Linked DNA regions of Callithrix jacchus: region 1 is linked to region 2. Evidence: chromatin contacts called from public Hi-C data. All regions are on one chromosome and are shown on one strand. Each heading gives the region's core, a stretch centred on a gene start, on an enhancer-like site or on the middle of the called end of the contact. The rest is flanking DNA. Distances are from core to core; before and after follow the strand shown. Region 1 overlaps LHPP (phospholysine phosphohistidine inorganic pyrophosphate phosphatase). Region 2 overlaps LHPP (phospholysine phosphohistidine inorganic pyrophosphate phosphatase).

Region 1 (4,247 bases), core at 792-3,291, 60 kb before region 2:
GGCCCCTTGGGGACAGGAGGTCTGCTAAACCCTGTTCCTTTCCCTTTCCTCCTCCCCCTCCACCGGCTTGTCCATCCAGCCTGGCCCCCTCTTGTCTCTTCTGCAGAGTAGCTTCCCCAGATGCTCACCTGCTCCTGCCTCCCCCGTAAACCGCTGTGGCTCCCTACTGTCTACGTCGTAGCCCAGTTCCTCAGCATGGCAGGCAAGTCCATCCTGCCTGGGCCTTACCTGCGGATCTCTCTTCCCATGCCAGCCTCTCAGTGCCTGGGCCGCCGCTCCACAGATGTCCCAGCTCTCCCTGCCACTGCCCATGCTATACCCTAGAATGCTCTCTTGAAACCTGCTCCACATGCAAACTCCTACTCATGCTTTAAGACCCTACTTGTCCCCGTCTCCAATCTATGTTCCTTCCACTGGGTGAGCTGCTGTCTCTTCTGAGCATGCAGAATGTGCCCCCCACCCCACCCCGTGCCACGCCACCACAGCTGGGTGCTGCTCTGCCGCTTCACCTGCAGGTGATTGTGCTGACTTCACTTCCTGGAGGGATAGGCCAGGTTTCCTGCCCTCGGTGCCGCCCGCCCTCCCCAGGCGTGGGCCAGAGCAGGCACCCAGGAAGTCTCCACCAAATGAATGAACAAAGGCCCTCAGCTGGGCCGGGCAGTGCCCATCATCAGTGATTCCTCCCTCTCATGCCCTGTGAGTTAAATGCAGGGAATGAGTGAGTGACAGGCAGAAAACAAGGCGGTTCTGTGTCTGACTAGCTTCACGGGGACAGTCTCAATCGAAGGAAATGGTGGCCAGACCCCAGCAAACAAGCCTCATGAGGGTGGTCTCCCTGCCGCTACCTCCAGGGCACATGCCTCCTGGGCAACACTGACCAAGGGGAGATGGCGGCCTCTCCCAGAGGGGCTCTTGAGGGTCCTGCCCTGCCTGGGGCTCCCAGGGTGTGGCCTGTCCACCCCCTCCCACCCTGCAGGGTCACGGGCAGGGGCAGGGTGGGGAAGAGGCTCTCACAACTGGAGGCCGAAACAGCTGCCTGCCCATGGAGGGCCATGTTCCCCATCCCCAGTTGCTTTGGAAAGGCAGTAGCTGAGAGCCAGGTGCTGGGGGCGGCTGCCCCGTGAATTCAGGGATCTGAGCATTGGCATCAGAGGGTGATGTCAGCTCAGCTGTGCTGACAGACTTGCAGAACAAAGAGGCCACTGATTCATGAGGTGGAGGTGGCAAGGCCGGGCATGGGGCAGCCTCCATCAGAACCCCAGGAGCCCAAGATCCCTGGGGCCTGGGGGGTTGTTTCTAGAAGGGTGTTCACCAGAGCCTGGCCCTGGCAAGTGCTGGGAGGATGTGTCTGGGAGGCCTGCCTCCACCTGCACACCTCAGCTTCTCTGAAGGCTGATTGTCAGATGCCTGCAGGAGCGCAGCACTGTGCCCACGGGGTTCCCTGCTGTCCACATGCTGGCTCAGCATGGCCACCTTCAGGACAGCAGCTTGCTGGGGCCCGGTGATGGGGGAAGAAAAACCCACATGCTGCCCATGACCTGGCCTGAGCTGGGCTCCTGGCAGATGCCCAAGGATCAGTGACTTCCTTACAGGGTGGTGGGGTGGGGGCGTGGGGGGTTGTGGGGTGGACATGGCCACGGATCTCAGGCAGGTTGCTCTGACCCCTCCATTCCCTGGGCTAACACTGGGCCTAGGTTCTGGAAGTGCTTCGGGGGGTGTGACATGTCCAGATCCAGGTACCTCTAGAAAGGCGCCGTGTCCTGCTGCTTAAAAAGAAACCCGAGCCAGGAGCTCCTTCCCATGGAGCCTGTGCATCCAGCCAAGGCCTCTGGCCCAAGAGGGACACAGGACTCTGACCTGGTGGCTGCTTGCAGAGATCACATGGCGCCTGAGCCAGCACTCTAGTCCCAGGCCTGGGCCTCAGCAGGTGCTGGGGACACAGGCTCCAGCCTCAGCTGCCTTGCCTCACTCAGGGACTGCTCAGCCTCAGGCCTGTGTGCCCCCAAGCCGGCTCTGCCCACAGGCCTGGGGACTGCTGTGAGTCAGCCTGGAGCCCCGGAGCCCAGCCTGGGGACCCTCTAGCCCAGGGTACCTCCTGCCACGAAGGCCAGCTGGGTCCAGGCGGGAAGGGCAGTCTGGAGGGACCGGAGAGTGGGGCCACAGGCCAGTCCCACGGCGAGGACCAAAGGGAGGCTCCCATCCTGGAGACCTGCCCTCCCCTTGTCTCCCCACCCCCCGCTCACACATGCGGGAGCTTCCTGGGCTACCTTAAAGCCACTTGGCAGAAAAACATCAAAATAAAAACCCAGGCCTAAAGGAGTCCTTGCCCTGGGCCTCTCTGGGGCCCTCAGCCCTCTGGCCAGGAACAGGGATGGGGACACACTTCCCCGACTGGGCCCTCTCTTGGAGGTGCCACGCTCCCTTTCCCACTGGCCCAGCCGAAAGCAAAGCAGTGGCCGGCTTGGGGGAACCACGTGCTGGTCCCCCATCTATCTGGCCATCTCTTCCTCTGTAACCAGGAGGGGTGGGGTGGGAGGAGGTGACCCGTCTCCCAGAGCCCCTACCCATAGCATCTGTGTGTGACTGGGAAAGTTTTGCATCCTGGCTGAGCCTGCCCAGCCCAAACCACCCATGCCCGCCTTCCCCCCACCTAGGGTGAGCCAGACACCCACAGAGGCTGGGCCTGAGGGCACTGCAGATGTTTGGCCAGGCTGCAGCCCCCAGGTGGCGCTTCGTACAAAGACAGCCAGGGCAATGGTGAGAGGCCTGAATTCCCCAACTCTGTCCCTCCCCAGCCTGGTCCCAGCCCCAGTGCCCCTCCCAGGGGCTGCAGCTGGCCACGCCCGCCCTGCCCTGCCTGTCCAGGAGGCCTGTCAAGGATGTCTCAGAGCTAAGAGTGAGGTGGGGTCCTGTGCCCCCAGCCGAAAGACACACCTTCCCTGTGTGCACGTGTGTGGGCGGGTGCAACCCAGAGATAGGAGAGGGCCGCACTGTCTCCTGCCCTCGGCCTTGGGTCCCTATAGTTTCCTGGTGGTTTGACCCCCACAGTGTGGATCTGTGAAGAGCAGGGGTGGGGGCAGGGCTGGGCTAGCTGAACCACAATTTTCTTCCATTGTGAGGGCAGGGCTGCCTAACTGAACCCCCTTTCCTTCCAGTGGGTGGTACTTAACTAGTCAGTACAAGAGTCTCTCCTTGTAGAAGGAGGCACTCACTGGGCTCTGAGCCCTGGTGGGTAAACTGAGGCACAGAAGGGCCTTGCCCAAGGTCTCACCCATCCCCGAGAGCCTATTTCACTGGAACTAGGCCTTGCCTGCCACCTGCAACCCAGAGCTCTCACCAGCCAGGCCCTGGGGTACAGGTGAGACTGCTCTAGCTAGCAGACGCATGGCCACATCATTAGTGATACCACAATCGGCCCACACCTCTGCAGCAGGCCAGCTGTGGGCGGCATCTCCACGTGCTCTGCACAGCACACCGTGGGGTGCGTACTGTGATCCGCTTCTCTGAGATAAGGAGACAGACCCCAGAGAGGAAGGGGTCACAGCCAGAGGCAGCAAAGCTGGGGTTTCAACCCAGTTGGTCTCCTTCCCACAAGAATGGAAATCTGGGCTCACATTAGTGATTCATCCCTGGGCACATGGACATAGCCTGCATCTGGGGGTCTCTGATAGGCTGGTTGGCTCTGGCCAGACCTGGAGGCCTGTGGGCAGGGGTCTCCCCTCCCAGCCACCCCCAGATGGAGCCAGGGTGCTAAGAAGAGGCCGTGGAGGGACAGCCTGCGTGGAGGCCGACGGGGACCTAGAGAAGAGGAAAGGTGCATGCTGGGAGTGCACATGGGGCTGGCAGCGCATAGCCTCCCCATGGCTGGTGCTCTGCATGGGGCCACCCAGATGCCTGCGTTCCTTGGGATCTGCTGCCTTATGGTCAACAGGACCCGGGGGCCAGGGCTGAGGCAAGGGTGTGTGCCAGCCAGCCAGAGGGCAGGGGGGCCTGGGCAAGGCTTTAAGCTCCCAAGCTGGAGCCTGGCAGGGAAGGGCTTTTGCTGTGAACCTTGGCACCCGCCAGCCCCTGTCCACAGGGAGGAAACGGGGCTTATTTACAGCTGGGTTTAGCCAGGTGGCACCCTGTCAACCAGAACTGACACCATGGCGCCAGCTATTTCCTGCACGGTCCTCACTGCCCCAGTGACTGAGGCCGAGAGCAGACGTGGGATGCAGTGAGAGGGACTGGTGGTGATGCTTGGCTGC
Region 2 (4,058 bases), core at 989-3,488:
AGCATGCACACACACTCACATTCGCCCTAAGACTCCCAGGCCCCCCTACACACACCCGCTGGGCCTTTCATGCCCACACAGAGTTCGGCCCTTCCCCCTGCTACCTGGGGGCAGCTGCCAGCCACTGACAGCTCAATAGGCGCCCAGACAGTCCTGCCGCTGAGAGACTGCCAGGCTTGCCCATGCTGCCCGTGCACAAAGACCCTCCTGCACAAAGCGGCTTCCTGCCTGGGCACATGGGCAGCCATGGGCACCGGTCCAGACTGAAACACCAATGTGTTTGGATGTGGCAATGATCATTCAGGGAGCTGAGACCAGGGGCCAGGCGTAAGCCTATGTTATGGGCATGATCTCATATCATCCTGGGATGCCCTGGGAGGTTCGCACAATCCCACATCCCCACGTTCCAGATGAGGAAAGGAATGCTTAGAGAAGCGAGGGACCCAGCCGAGGCCCCGGCATGCAAACCTGGTTTCTGTCCATCTGAAGGGAGCTGCACATGGGAGCCCCGCTTTACCGCAAAGGGGCACTGGGGCCAGCAGAGGCTGTGGCCCTGTAAGGACCGCTCTGCTCTGGGGGCGGGGCTGCCGGGGAGGTGGCAGACAGAGCTCTCCTGGAGAAGTTCCTCCTTCACTCGGCTCAAAGCACCCACATCCCTGGCATGGGGGGCAGAGACAGGCAGATGCCCACTGGGAGCCACTGCCCTCCCAGGCAAGCGGAGAAGGAAGCCAGCCCAGGCTGCCCATGTGTAGCCCTGCACACATGCCCGCACCGCAGTGGCCAGCACACTCGATGTGATCTTCACGTGCTGGTGTCTGCGCCAAGAGGGATGGCCTCACCCTGACCAGTTCCCCCACACCTGGGCCTGCACTGTCCCCACTGGAACGATAGCTCTGGGATGGGGACAGACCGGCCCCTGGGCCTACTGGGGGTGTCTAGGGTCTGGAGGACGGGCAGTGTCTGCCCTCAGGTTGGCCACAAACTCCAGTTCCTCTGGGTCACGAACCCTGCTACCCCCATGGGGGCCACACAGGTAGCAGCAGCCATGCAGCTCACTACCTTGACCCCACGGAGGTGGAGTCTGGGAGGACGGAGGCTTGTACTGCCCAGGCTGGAATGGGGATATTTTCTCTCTTGTTCAACTCTTGGAAAAGGGCCTGTCCAGGTATCTATCCCTGACAGGTAGAGCCCGAGGACCCACCAGGCCCACACCCTGAGATGGGCATGGGTGGCAGTGAGGTGCGGTGCAGCAGGCCCCACTCCCAGGGCACGAGCAGCACAGTGGCAACAACAGAAGCTAAACCCAGGGTAGCTGCATCCCCACTGCAGCAAGAGCCACCAGCAGGTGAGGATGGGGAGGGCGACCATCAAGGGGGCCCAGATGTGCAGGGCCCTCAGCCCTGGTCAGGGAGACAGCTGGATACCACTGGTGAAAGGCGGGCAGGCACAGCCACAAGACCCCACGAATGTGAGGGGAGGTGAGACAGCGGAGAGGAGGGAAGGAGCAAGGAGACGATCAGGAAGGGGAGCGGTGGAGCGGGGGAGAGCCCCTGGAAGGAGGCAGGGAGGCAGGCTTCTGGGAAAAACAGGCCTCCAGCCTGGCTAGGCCCCAGGGTGCAGAGGGCCAGGATGGGGGCCCCTCCCCCAGACCGAGGGTGCTGGTCAGCTCTAACTGTGGTCCCAGGCACAGTGGGAAGGTCACGGGGGCAAATGCAGGACCTGACTTTGGTGAGGCAGCCACTCAGTCTGCAGGGGCTTCCAACCCCAGGACTCGGCTGGAGATGTGTCTCAGGAGAGACCCCTCAAAGCCCCCTCCTGCTGTCCGTTTCATGTCTGGACAGGGACAGTGTGGCCACAGGGCACTCTGCCAATGAGCAGATGACAGTATCTCCCCAGGGCCTAAGGAGAGCAGCACCCCCACAGTGGGGAAGTAGGGTAAAAGAAAGGTCACCCCATCTGGGCTGGGGCCTGGCCCACCCGCCCACCCCACTCTGGTCTCCAGTGTCACAGATTTGTGCAAACACCATGAGCGCCCTCCCTGATGTCCAGTGTGTCTCCTGAGAAGCCCTAGTAGCTGGTACTGAGGGATGACGTCATGGGAACTCCAGCCCACAGGAACCCTCTAGGGCCTCAGTGCCCCCTTGAGTGCCCAAGGTATTTCCCTGGCAACACACTGTCCCCACAGGTGGTCCCAGGCTCATGCGGGGGTCCTACAGACAGGCATGAGACTTTTGAGCCTCAGCCTGCCATTCGAGATGGCTAGAGCCACCAAACGCCCAGGTGGAATTCCTCAGGGTGGCCACGGGCCCCATCTCCATTAGGTGTGGGGCTGACAGAGGCTGGCTCTTCTGCCGAGTCTAAGTTCAGGAATTGCATCCCATGTGGCCATTTTGAGCCACAGGCAATGTTCTTGCAAGGTGGAGAGCACCTTCCTGGGCTCTTCCCATGATGAACGCTCTCCACAAAGCAGCCCCCAGTCAAAGTCAACCTCCCTTTCATCAAGTGTGGCTCCAGCCCGAATTGTCCCTCCTGGCACCACAGGCTGGTCAGGCCGGCTGTCTCCTCCCAGCACAGCGGGCAGGGGTGGCGGCCCACCTCCAAGCTGTCTCCTGGTGACTCTCCATTCCGGTGGCTCAGGTTACATCACACTCCAGGACTCAGGCATGCCGCGTCGGTATGGCTGGCTCTCACCCGGCCACCCCCATGCCCAGGGCCACTTTGGGATTTTGGGGACCCCTTTCTCTATTAAAAAGCAGTTAAATAATTTAATAGCTTTTCATAGGCCTTGAAAATAGTATTTCTAAAGTGAACAAAAACATTAAAACATTTTCTTTGGCCCTAAATGTTCCAGAGACTTTTTCCTTCTAATTTTAAAAGAAATTTAAACATTTTCATGAGCCCCTAAAGGCATCATGTGGCCACAGCCTGGTAGGCAAGTGAGCCCGGCTTCCTCTGGCTCCAACTCCTGGGAGATTTGAAGCCTGGATTCCAGACCTGTGGCCACAACTTAGGACTCTGCCCCTGGTCTTGGTGGCTGTCTTGGTGCAGCTTTTGGGGTCCTGGGGCTGAGTGGGGCAGGTTGGAAAGGATGCTCTTTCTCTCTGTGGCCCCGGGGACCCTGCCTGTGAGAGTCAAACCAGGGCACATTGTGAACCCCAAGCCGTGTTCCAGGCAGCCAAAGTGCAGGGTGTGTGTGAGGTGACCCCAAGCAACCCTGGATCCCCAGCCCCTGGCCCACAGGTCTTCACAGCACCACCCCTAAAGGCCAGCACGACTGAAAAACCCACTGGATTAGGCCAGGCATAGAGGCTCATGCCATGCTAATCCCAGCACTTTGGGAAGCTGAGGTGGGAGAATCACCTGAGGCCAGGAGTTCCTGACCAGCCTAGGCAACATAGCAACACCTTTGTCTCTACAAAAAAAAATTTTTTTTAAATCTTTTTTTATTTTTAGGTTTTTTTTTTTTTTTCTTTTTTTGAGACGGAGCCTCACTGTTGCCAGGCTGTAGCGCAGTGGCATGATCTCTGCTCACTGCAACCTCTGACTCCCTGGTTTAAGTGATTCTCCTGCCTCAGTCTCCCGAGGAGCTGGGATTACAGATACATACCACCACGCCTAGCTAATTTTTGTATTTTTGGTAGAGATGGGGTTTCACCATGTTGGCCAGGATGATCTCGGTCTCCTGACCTCATGATCTACCCGCCTCGGCCTCCCAAAGTGCTGGGATTACATGTGTGAGCCACTGTGTCCGGCCAAGAAAAAAATTTTTTTTTTAATTAGCCAGGCACTGTGGCATGTGTCTGCAGTCCCAGGTACTTGGGAGGCTGAGATGGGAGAATCACTTGGGCCCCGGAGGTCGAGGCTGCAGTGAGCTATGATCGCCCCACTGCACTTCAGCCTGGGTGACAGAGCGAGACCATGTCTTATAAATAAAACTCAAACCACACCACAGGACTAACTTAAAACAGTGTGGAAACAAATGGAACCGACAGTAACCAGCACGTGGCAGAGTGGTCCAGAGCACAGATGGTGGAGTTAGACTCCCGGGGTTCAAAGGC

Evidence for each region. Hi-C and Micro-C count contacts between places; a contact is called where the count stands out from the background.
Region 1: a contact with region 2 is called in a Hi-C map of induced pluripotent stem cells, with 3 times the contacts expected there. The contact joins two enhancer-like sites. A contact is called at or near these places in 2 of 3 Hi-C or Micro-C datasets (induced pluripotent stem cells and skeletal muscle).

What each region holds. Positions count from the first base shown.
Region 1 is chr12:117,962,900-117,967,146 of calJac240_pri, reverse strand. The region is part of intron 7 of LHPP (phospholysine phosphohistidine inorganic pyrophosphate phosphatase); the gene reads right to left. Among named protein-coding and RNA genes, the nearest start is that of FAM53B, 130 kb to the left of the region's middle. Within about 2 kb of position 2,041, at least 6 of the 16 cell types and tissues checked have an H3K27ac peak or open chromatin away from gene starts, as enhancers often do. A contact at or near this core is called in skeletal muscle, where this site is marked.
Region 2 is chr12:117,903,456-117,907,513 of calJac240_pri, reverse strand. All of the region lies in intron 7 of LHPP (phospholysine phosphohistidine inorganic pyrophosphate phosphatase), which reads right to left. Among named protein-coding and RNA genes, the nearest start is that of LHPP, 76 kb to the right of the region's middle. Within about 2 kb of position 2,238, at least 2 of the 16 cell types and tissues checked have an H3K27ac peak or open chromatin away from gene starts, as enhancers often do. A contact at or near this core is called in skeletal muscle, where this site is marked.